2 separate regions of the Sus scrofa genome follow, and region 2 is linked to region 1. A link is a contact called in public Hi-C data. All regions are on one chromosome and are shown on one strand. Each heading gives the region's core, a stretch centred on a gene start, on an enhancer-like site or on the middle of the called end of the contact. The rest is flanking DNA. Distances are from core to core; before and after follow the strand shown.

Evidence for each region. Hi-C and Micro-C count contacts between places; a contact is called where the count stands out from the background.
Region 2: a contact with region 1 is called in a Hi-C map of embryonic fibroblasts, with 2.1 times the contacts expected there. The contact joins the promoter of KYAT3 here to the enhancer-like site in region 1. A contact is called at or near these places in 3 of 47 Hi-C or Micro-C datasets (alveolar macrophages, embryonic fibroblasts and omental adipose tissue) and 1 of 2 datasets of contacts at active chromatin or transcription factors (alveolar macrophages).

Annotation. Positions count from the first base shown.
Region 1 is chr4:126,920,954-126,925,228 of Sscrofa11.1, forward strand. No RefSeq gene overlaps it. Among named protein-coding and RNA genes, the nearest start is that of LRRC8D, 40 kb to the left of the region's middle. Within about 2 kb of position 1,803, at least 39 of the 83 cell types and tissues checked have an H3K27ac peak or open chromatin away from gene starts, as enhancers often do. A contact at or near this core is called in alveolar macrophages, embryonic fibroblasts and omental adipose tissue, where this site is marked.
Region 2 is chr4:127,449,631-127,453,747 of Sscrofa11.1, forward strand. It overlaps KYAT3 (kynurenine--oxoglutarate transaminase 3), which reads left to right and starts at 1,845. Exons shown (of 14, transcript XM_001929384.5): 1 at 1,845-1,926.

The DNA.
Region 1 (4,275 bases), core at 553-3,052:
TTTGGACGCCAATCATTTTCCATTTGTTATGGGGATATACCTTAAGCATGAATACCACAACGTGCTTGCAGGATTTTGTGCCAACAAGGAAATCCTCATGAACGAGGCCTAAGCTTTGCTTTTCTCTCAGGGATGCATAAGATGATGACTGGAAAATCGCCTCAAGAGACAAACACATACCTTATTGTTGTTATAAAAGATGCACTTGCTTATTAATTAAATGAAGGCAGTGTTCACCAGTAGCTAATATGGTGAAGGTATTACGTTAGACATGGTCTATGGAGAATATAAAACCGAGCTCTTGTCCCCATGGCATTTGCAATCCACCTATGGCGAGAAGGAAAATGTAAAAAAAAATCAAGTAACTAAGCCAGTAACACATGAATACACATTACAAGGATTTTTCTTAATTTTTCAAAATGGTCGTAAACATTTTGACAAGAAACAAAAACAATAAACAAAATACTGTACTAGAGATCAGTATGTTGACTTATATGGTACACTGCCGCAGAGTGTGTATGTTTAAGAAGGTATGTATACATATATGTATGACTGGGTAACCGCCGCACAGCAGAAGTTGACAGAACATTGTAAATCAACTACACTGATAGAATTAAAAACAGAAGGTATTTGTTTCCGCTCACGATACAGGATGTGTGAAGGGACAGGTCCAATAGGAGCGTGTCAGTCCCTAAGCAGGTGAGATTTGAGCCGGGCTTGGGACAACAGTGAGGTCTCGGTATCAGGAGACAGAAGACACTCCAGGTCAATCCAGTGTCGAGAGCTGAAGTGCAGGAGTTCCCGTTGTGGCTCAGTGCTAACGAATCCAACTAGAATTCATGAGGACTTGGGTTCGATCCCTGGCCTCCCTCAGTGGGTTAAGGATCCGGCGTTGCCGTGAGCTGTGGTGTAGGTTGCAGATGTGGCTTGGATCTGGCGTTGCTGTGGCTGTGGTGTAGACTGACAGCTACAGCTCCGATTGGACCCCTGGCCTGGGAACCTCCATATGCCAAAGGTGCACCCCTAAAATAAAATTTAAAAAAAGCGCTGGTTGATCTCATTCACTATCTCCTCAACAGCTTTGTAAAGAAGGTAAAACCCTGCAGTGACAAAGCTAGTAAGCTGTAGACCTGGGGTTCTGACCCAGACAGTCCAGTCCCAGCCCTTCACCGCGACGTAGTGCTGTAGTGCGAAGGCTAGAAGGGAAACTGGAGGTCAGATTACGGCCGAGATGATTGCACTTTTGCCGGGAGGACTTGTGTCCTCCATCCCCAAGACAATGCACCCCAGGAAGAGTGGTTCAGCCCGAGCCAGTCTGGGGGAAGAGCGTCCACACCGCCCCCCGCCCCCCCATGTGGACCCGCCTTCCCCTGTCCAGAGCCGGTGCCTCTCCAGGAGGGGCGCCCCCCTTTTGAGGCTCAGCGCTTTCGACGGCGGGAAGCGAGGAAGACTCTCACAGAACACAGCAGAGGACGACGAACGTCTGGAGCGCGGGTCTGGCAGCGAGGGTGGAAGGGACCGGACCCAGGAGATGGAGCCGAGAAGCCGGGAGGGGACCCTCCCTGCCGCAGAGCTCCGCCCGGGGACGGTGACGAGGCCGGAGCTGGGCTGGCGGCAGCCGGAGAGCTGTTGGGAAGTGCGGCCGGAGAGGACGTGGTGCCTCGGGAGCTTTGGGGGCGATCGGGAGGGCGGAGTGAGGCTGCCCAGGGTTTTGACCTCGTGTTCCCTCCGAGTCCTCCCGGAGAGCGGACGCCCGGGTCCCCGCGCCCTCAAAGTCCATTGCCACACCAGCCACGGCCGCTAGAGGGCGTCCCCGCCTCGCCGGCCGCGCCCCGGGGAGGGCGGCTCTGCAGTTTCACGTCCCGGTCAGGCTGGCCCGGAGCGCCTGGGGGAGCTGGGGTTTAGAACGGTTGATCATCACTGACACGGAAACTTGGAAGGGCTCCCACTTGATTGACAGCGCTGGAAACGGGGCCCAAGATGGAGCGGGGCAGTACCGAGCGCAGGCGCGGGAGCAGAGGGCGGGAGCGGGGCAGCTGCCTGCAAAACCCCATCGGCGGCCCTTGGCGGGCCCTGGCCCGGGGCTCGGGGCTCCGGAGATTCTGAACGTCATTCCCCGGCTTGTCCTGGCCGCTCAACTGGGCCAGCAGTCATGTTCATCTTCCTGCCCCAGGGTTGAGGTGTGTGTCTGAATTTATGTATGGCTGAGTGTGAGTGCGTGCACACATGTAGAGTGTGAGTGTGTATGGAAGTGCAAACACAGTGTGCATGTGTGTGGGGGTGGGTGAGTGCGTGTGCACACGTGCGGGTGCATATCTGTATGTATAGAAGTGATTACACATGTGGGTGTGGGTGTGCACACGTGTGGATGCATATGTGTGAGTGTGTGTAGAAGTGAGTACACGTGTGCATACGTGTGTGCGTGGGTGAGTGTGTACACCTGTGGGTGCAGAGTGTGAGTGTGCATGCGAGTGTGCATGTGAGCGTGCGCCTGTGAGCATGTCGCCTGGGTCTGTGCGCCTGCCCTGCAGGGAGAATGTGAATGTTTGTTGCTTGGCTTTGGCCCAAAAAAGAAAGAAATAATGAGGTGAACGGAAGTGAACTGGAGTCTGGGCTTCAGCTCTAATGAGCTGCTATCAGTGTTGACAAAGAGGTCATGCAATAGAAGCAAACGGGCCAAGCATGGAAAACCCAGGGACCAGGTGGTGTGGAGGGCTGGCGGTCCCCGCGGCAGGAAAAGCCACCAGAAGCCCAGGCGCCTGGGTCAGGAGAAGAGCCTCCGACCCGGGCCCAGATGGTGGGGACCCCGCCGGGCCGGCATCTCTTTGTGCTGCTCTGGGTCTTACCGGGGGGCCGCTTGGCTTTTTGATGGGCTGACCATGACCTGCCTCACGGTCCCCTGGGCGGTTTGCTCATTGTCTTTGTCAGGCTGGCCCCGGTCCCGGTTTCCCAGAGATGAGGTCACAGCCCTCTTACTCAGCAGCTGCTCAGATGGCCCCGGCTCTGACCCATGTCTGCGCTTAGTCACCTGGCTTGGTCCTGGGCTCACCTCTGCGCCCCGCAGTGGTTTGGAAGCGGGACCGTGGAGGCAGAGGCGCAGGCTATTTGCTGGATGCCTGAGAAGGAGCTGCTTCTGTTTCCAGACCTGTGTGTGTATTTCTGTGCAAGTGGGTGGGAAGGATGGGGGTGGAAGGGGATGCCAGAGGCCCCTAGGCGGGCTGCCCCCTCACAACGCTGGGGGCCGTATGTGGGTGTGTGTGGGGGTATCCCACAGGCTCGACTCAGCAGGCTTCCAGACCCGGGTTCCGCTGGGGAGAGAGCGCCCCCGTGCCTGTCCTGCATTCAGAGATCAGGGCCCTCACAGCCCCTGGGGACCCATCCCCAGAGGGGACAGGGCCCTCTCACACAGGGCTGTGACACCTTTCTTTCTTTTTTCCCCTTTTTTGGCTGCCCCGTGGCATATGGAGTTCCCAGGCCAGGGATCAGATCTGAGCTGCAGTTGTGACCTGAGCCGCAGCTGCAGCAATGCCAGATCCTTAACCCACTGTGCTGAGCTGGGGATCGAACCTGCATTCACGGCTGCAGAGACACCACTGCGGGAACTCCAAGATCTTTTTCCAAATCTCTCCATAGACAGAACATTCTCCTTACACTTGTATACGTGTGTGTGTGTGTGTGTGTGTGTGTGTGTGTGCACGCGCAGCAGGAAGGGCACACTTCATCGCTTTACCCGCACCCTAATAAATCTCGAGAGCAGTCTCTTCTTCTCAGAAATTTGTCAGAACACTTCCTGTTTGCTGTTTGTTTAAATATTCCCTGTTGGAGTTCCCGTCGTGGCGCAGTGGTTAACGAATCCGACTAGGAACCATGAGGTTGCGGGTTCGGTCCCTGCCCTTGCTCAGTGGGTTAACGATCTGGCGTTGCTGTGAGCTGTGGTGTAGGTTGCAGATGCGGCTCGGATCCCACGTTGCTGTGGCTCTGGCGTAGGCCGGGGGCTACAGCTCCGATTTGACCCCTAGCCTGGGAACCTCCATATGCCGCGGGAGCGGCCCAAAAAATAGCAAAAAGACCAAAAAATAAATAAATAAATAAATAAATAAATAAATAAATAAATATTCCCTGTTGTATGCTTGCCCCTTCAGGGCACGAGTTGGCGCAGTCCCAGGTAGTTTTATGTCTAATGTGGCTCTTCTTGATAGTTTGCTAGAATGAACAGCAGTGGGAGTTCTCAATTTTTAGTAGAAAAAGAAAAAAAAAAAAAACCCTCCTGAAGGG
Region 2 (4,117 bases), core at 595-3,094, 530 kb after region 1:
CCAGGCCGGAGAGCCTCACTGCTCCTTCTTACGCCCCAACAGATGCTCCCGCTTCTACCCGCACCTCCCTCCAAGTCTCTTCTCCGAAGAAACGATAGTGTCCTTCCTAAAATGTGATGAAGATTTTCTGGTGGCTGCTTCAGAATAAAATCAAAGTTCTGGGGCCTTCAGGGCTCTGCATGATCTGGTCCTGTCTTCCCCCCCACCCCAATCTGGAAGCGCGTAGCCCTGGATGACTGTGCTTTAGACACAGGGGTCTCCCTCTTCGTCCTTGCATGCCCAGTTTGCTCCCATACCAAGGCTTTTTCAACTGCCATTTTTCTGTCCAGAATCATTTTTGGCAAAGTCGTCTCTTCATCATTCAGTTCTGGGTTCCACTGTTCCCTCCTCAAAAGAAGCCTTTTCTGACTCTCCTAATTAAACGACCCGCAGTCTCCCATCCTCACGGCTTCGTCCACAGCACTCAACACCATTTCAAACCATCATACACATTTGCTTGTCTCTGGCCTTTTCTTCCTCTTAAAGGTTGGAGACACACGCTCTCTCTGCCCATTTCCCCCAGAAGCCTGTGCACCTCTGTTCTCAATTCATGCATGTTACACGTGAGAAAAAGAAACACCGTACCTGGCATCAGAAATTGAGCAAACACTTACCATTAAGACTTCACTGTTGGGAGGCACGGATGGCGGAGCTCCTCCAGGAAAGTACCGCAATCTAAAAGGACATCAGCATCAGTCAGTCTCTGACTACGAGGAAGGGGCATAACAGACAAGATCCATTAATAGGGATCCCTGAATAGGGATCTCTTCTAACACTCTATTATTCAAACGACCCAAGGTTCCCAAGGTGTGTTTTCTCCCTCTTTGTAAAGTTATAAAACCAGCTTTTGGACTGCAGTTGTGCTCCTGGTGGCCTTTTGGTTGAAGAGTATTGACAAACGAATGCCCTGACAGTAGCTCACGATCTAGGGGTGAGATTCCCAACTGCACACAGCCAATTTTCCATCCGCCTCTGAAACTCGGCGAACCTAGTTCAACCAAAAGTTATCTCTCTCCTTTCCTCCGGACGTGAATAACAATGCTACCTCCCCTCCCACTCCTTCTATCCTCCCATCTTCTTAAAATTGGAAAGGAAGAAAATTGAAGCATGAAGCTCGATGCTTAATACAAGGCTCTCCTTTTGCTAACACCGCCTTCAAAAACGAGTAATTCGTGGTGTTCCTGTTTCTCTTGGCCGATTTTCCTTCCCTTTTAAACTGTCATTGATTTTCCTCCTCAGTTCCACGGCCCCTTCATTCTGTCCTCTGATCACACCCGCTTTTACTGTTCAGGAACGTAAATTCCTCTCTGCTTTTTTTCTCACCCCCACCCCAGGAGATAAATACACCCACGCGCCCTTCTGCACACTCTCCTTAGCCTTGCCCTCTCTGCACCGGCTAACATCTCGATAAATACAACCCTCCCCTCGCCTAAGCCCTGGGACCCGACAACCGGCTTTTCCTTCCAAATCTGCCCGCGTCCTATCACTGGGCCAACCCAACCCATCACACACCTCCAATTAGGGCTCCGGACCTCAGCGTCGCACCCCATCTCGGACCACATTCAAGACCCCGCCCCGCCCCCCTTACCCGGAGGAGCCACGTCCCGCAGCCCGGATCCTGCCCCACACTCGTCTGGCCTCCATCCCCATCCTGTCGGTCCGGAGGGGCCGAGCCCGCAGCCCATCCCCGGCCACATCTCCCTTCCCTCTTCCTCTCCTCCGGGTCGCTTCCCCGTCCGACGGTGCCCCGCCCACTACCCGGCTGACCCTCAGCCAATCCGCGCTCTGACTCCCGGCCAGGCCCCGCCCCACGTCGGAGCGCCCCGACGCACTCTCCAGTTCTCGCGGGACTTGGGCCACGGAAAGCGAGGTGTTCGCGGAAGGGATGTGAGTGGCGCGTCGGTAAGGTACGGGTGCGGGGAGGCCGTGGCCGCCTGGGCTCCGCGAGCGGGGCCGCGAGAGGAGGCGGGAGGGAGGGGGCCGCTGGGTGCGCGCGGGGGCCGCGCCTGCGGGGTGGGAGGAAGAGCCGGGCTGGACTCGGCTCAGGATTGGACTCGTGTCCGGCTCCGGGGCGCGCGGCCGGTGCATACGGCCCACGCGGGCCTGGAGGAGTTTGCTGCGGAGGAGGCGCCGAGGTGCTTGGCCTGCGGGTGGGACCCTGGGCCCCTCCTCGTCCGCCCCTTTCGCGCTGGATTTGGCAGTTGGGGCACTTCGTGGACGGTGAGGGAAGCTGACGCCCACTCCAGTTGGCAGCAGTGGGGATTCTTCATGCGAAGGAAAACAGCTGTCAACTTGCCGCAGAAACGACTCTTAGGGGAGCCCATAGTTTCTCAATCAGAGCGGAAAGCTGTCCAATTTGTTGCTTTTGGCGCCTGCCACCCAATTTTTCCGTCTTGCAGGCTCCTTCTTTGCTACCTGAGGGAGGAACTTGGCAGCTGCTCCTTCCACAGCCCCCTGTACAAAGTCCTAGCTCCCCTGGGCCTGAGACCCAGCTGCTGCAACTTAAACACCAGTCAGACCTGTTGCTGCCTTCTACGAAATTTGTAATAAGTTACCCGGACTCCCTTTTCACAAAACAGCTTTTCAGAAACTTGCAAAAGCACGTGTCCTAACTTGTCTTGTGCCAGCTAAACCTACCTGATTTTCCCCACTCTTGCTCCGATGACATGGCTGTAGAAGTGGACTAAAGTCCAGAGCATGAAGCAGAAATAAAGCTGTTTGTGGTAACTCTTAACCAGGTTTGTGCATTAATTAGCACTACCTCTTTTCACTGTCACCGCACCTTAATCTTCCTTGAGCTTGCAGTTAACCTGAACATCCTGGACTTTGTGACATTATCAACTGATTCCTTCTGCCTCTCCTTCCCACATGCAAAGTCATTATCCACTGATCATTTGGATTGAAGTCTACAGCTTCAAACGTCTCACAGTTCTTTTGACGGCTTTACTCACCTTTCGCCCTGGATCCTCCAACAATTCATCAGCCTTCTCAGCCTCAGGTCACCCCCAGCTATGCCATACATATCTTCTGTATCTTCATTTTAAACCATCTCCTCCAGAGATAATAGCACAGTTTTCTCTTGATCATGGGTATATGACTGCGGAGTTAATCCTAGATATACTATATGCCATAATCAGTTTTATTAGATCACCATGATTCATGATTTCCTTCACAGAATATTGTTTTTAAGGGTAAATGAGAAACACAATGAAAATATTGTTTAGAATTAAAAGCCACATACTTTTCGATTTCCTCCACCTTTTCTGTTCTGTGCCATCCCAGTTTATTTATTCATTGAGCTTACTGGTCAGTATGCACATGGAATGTTCATTGCTTTAGAAAAGCACTCCTCAGAGTTCCCATCGTGGTGCAGCGGTTAACAAACCCAGCTAGGATCCATGAGGACGCAGGTTCGAAACCTGGCCTTGCTCAGTGGGTTGAGGATCTGGCATTGCCGTGAGCTGTGGTGTAGGTCAAAGATGCAGCTCGGATTTGGCGTGGCTGTGGCTGTGGTGTAGGGCTGGCACCTGTACCTCCGATTGGACCCCTAGCCTGGGAATCTCCATGTGCTGCAGGTGCGGCCCTAAAAAGCAAAGAAAAAAAAAATTTTTTTAAGTGCTTCTCAAAAAGTCTATTTCATACATGGATCTAGAGATTATCATACTAAGCAAAGTATCAGAGAAAGAAGAATAACATCTCTTATATGTGGAATCTAAAAAAATGCAGCACAAATCAACATATCTATGAAACAAAAATAGGAGTTCCCGTCGTGGCGCAGTGGTTAACGAATCCGACTAGGAACCATGAGGTTGCGGGTTCGATCCCTGCCCTTGCTCAGTGGGTTAACGATCCGGCGTTGCCGTGAGCTGTGGTGTAGGTTGCAGACGTGGCTCGGATCTCGCGTTGCTGTGGCTCTGGCGTAGGCTGGCGGCTACAGCTCTGATTCGACCCCTAGCCTGGGAACCTCCATATGCAGCGGGAGCGGCCCAAAGAAATAGCAAAAAGCCAAAAAAAAAAAAAAAAAGAATGGTTCTTTTTTTGGGAGTTTCTGTTGTGACTCAGGGGTAATGAACCCAAG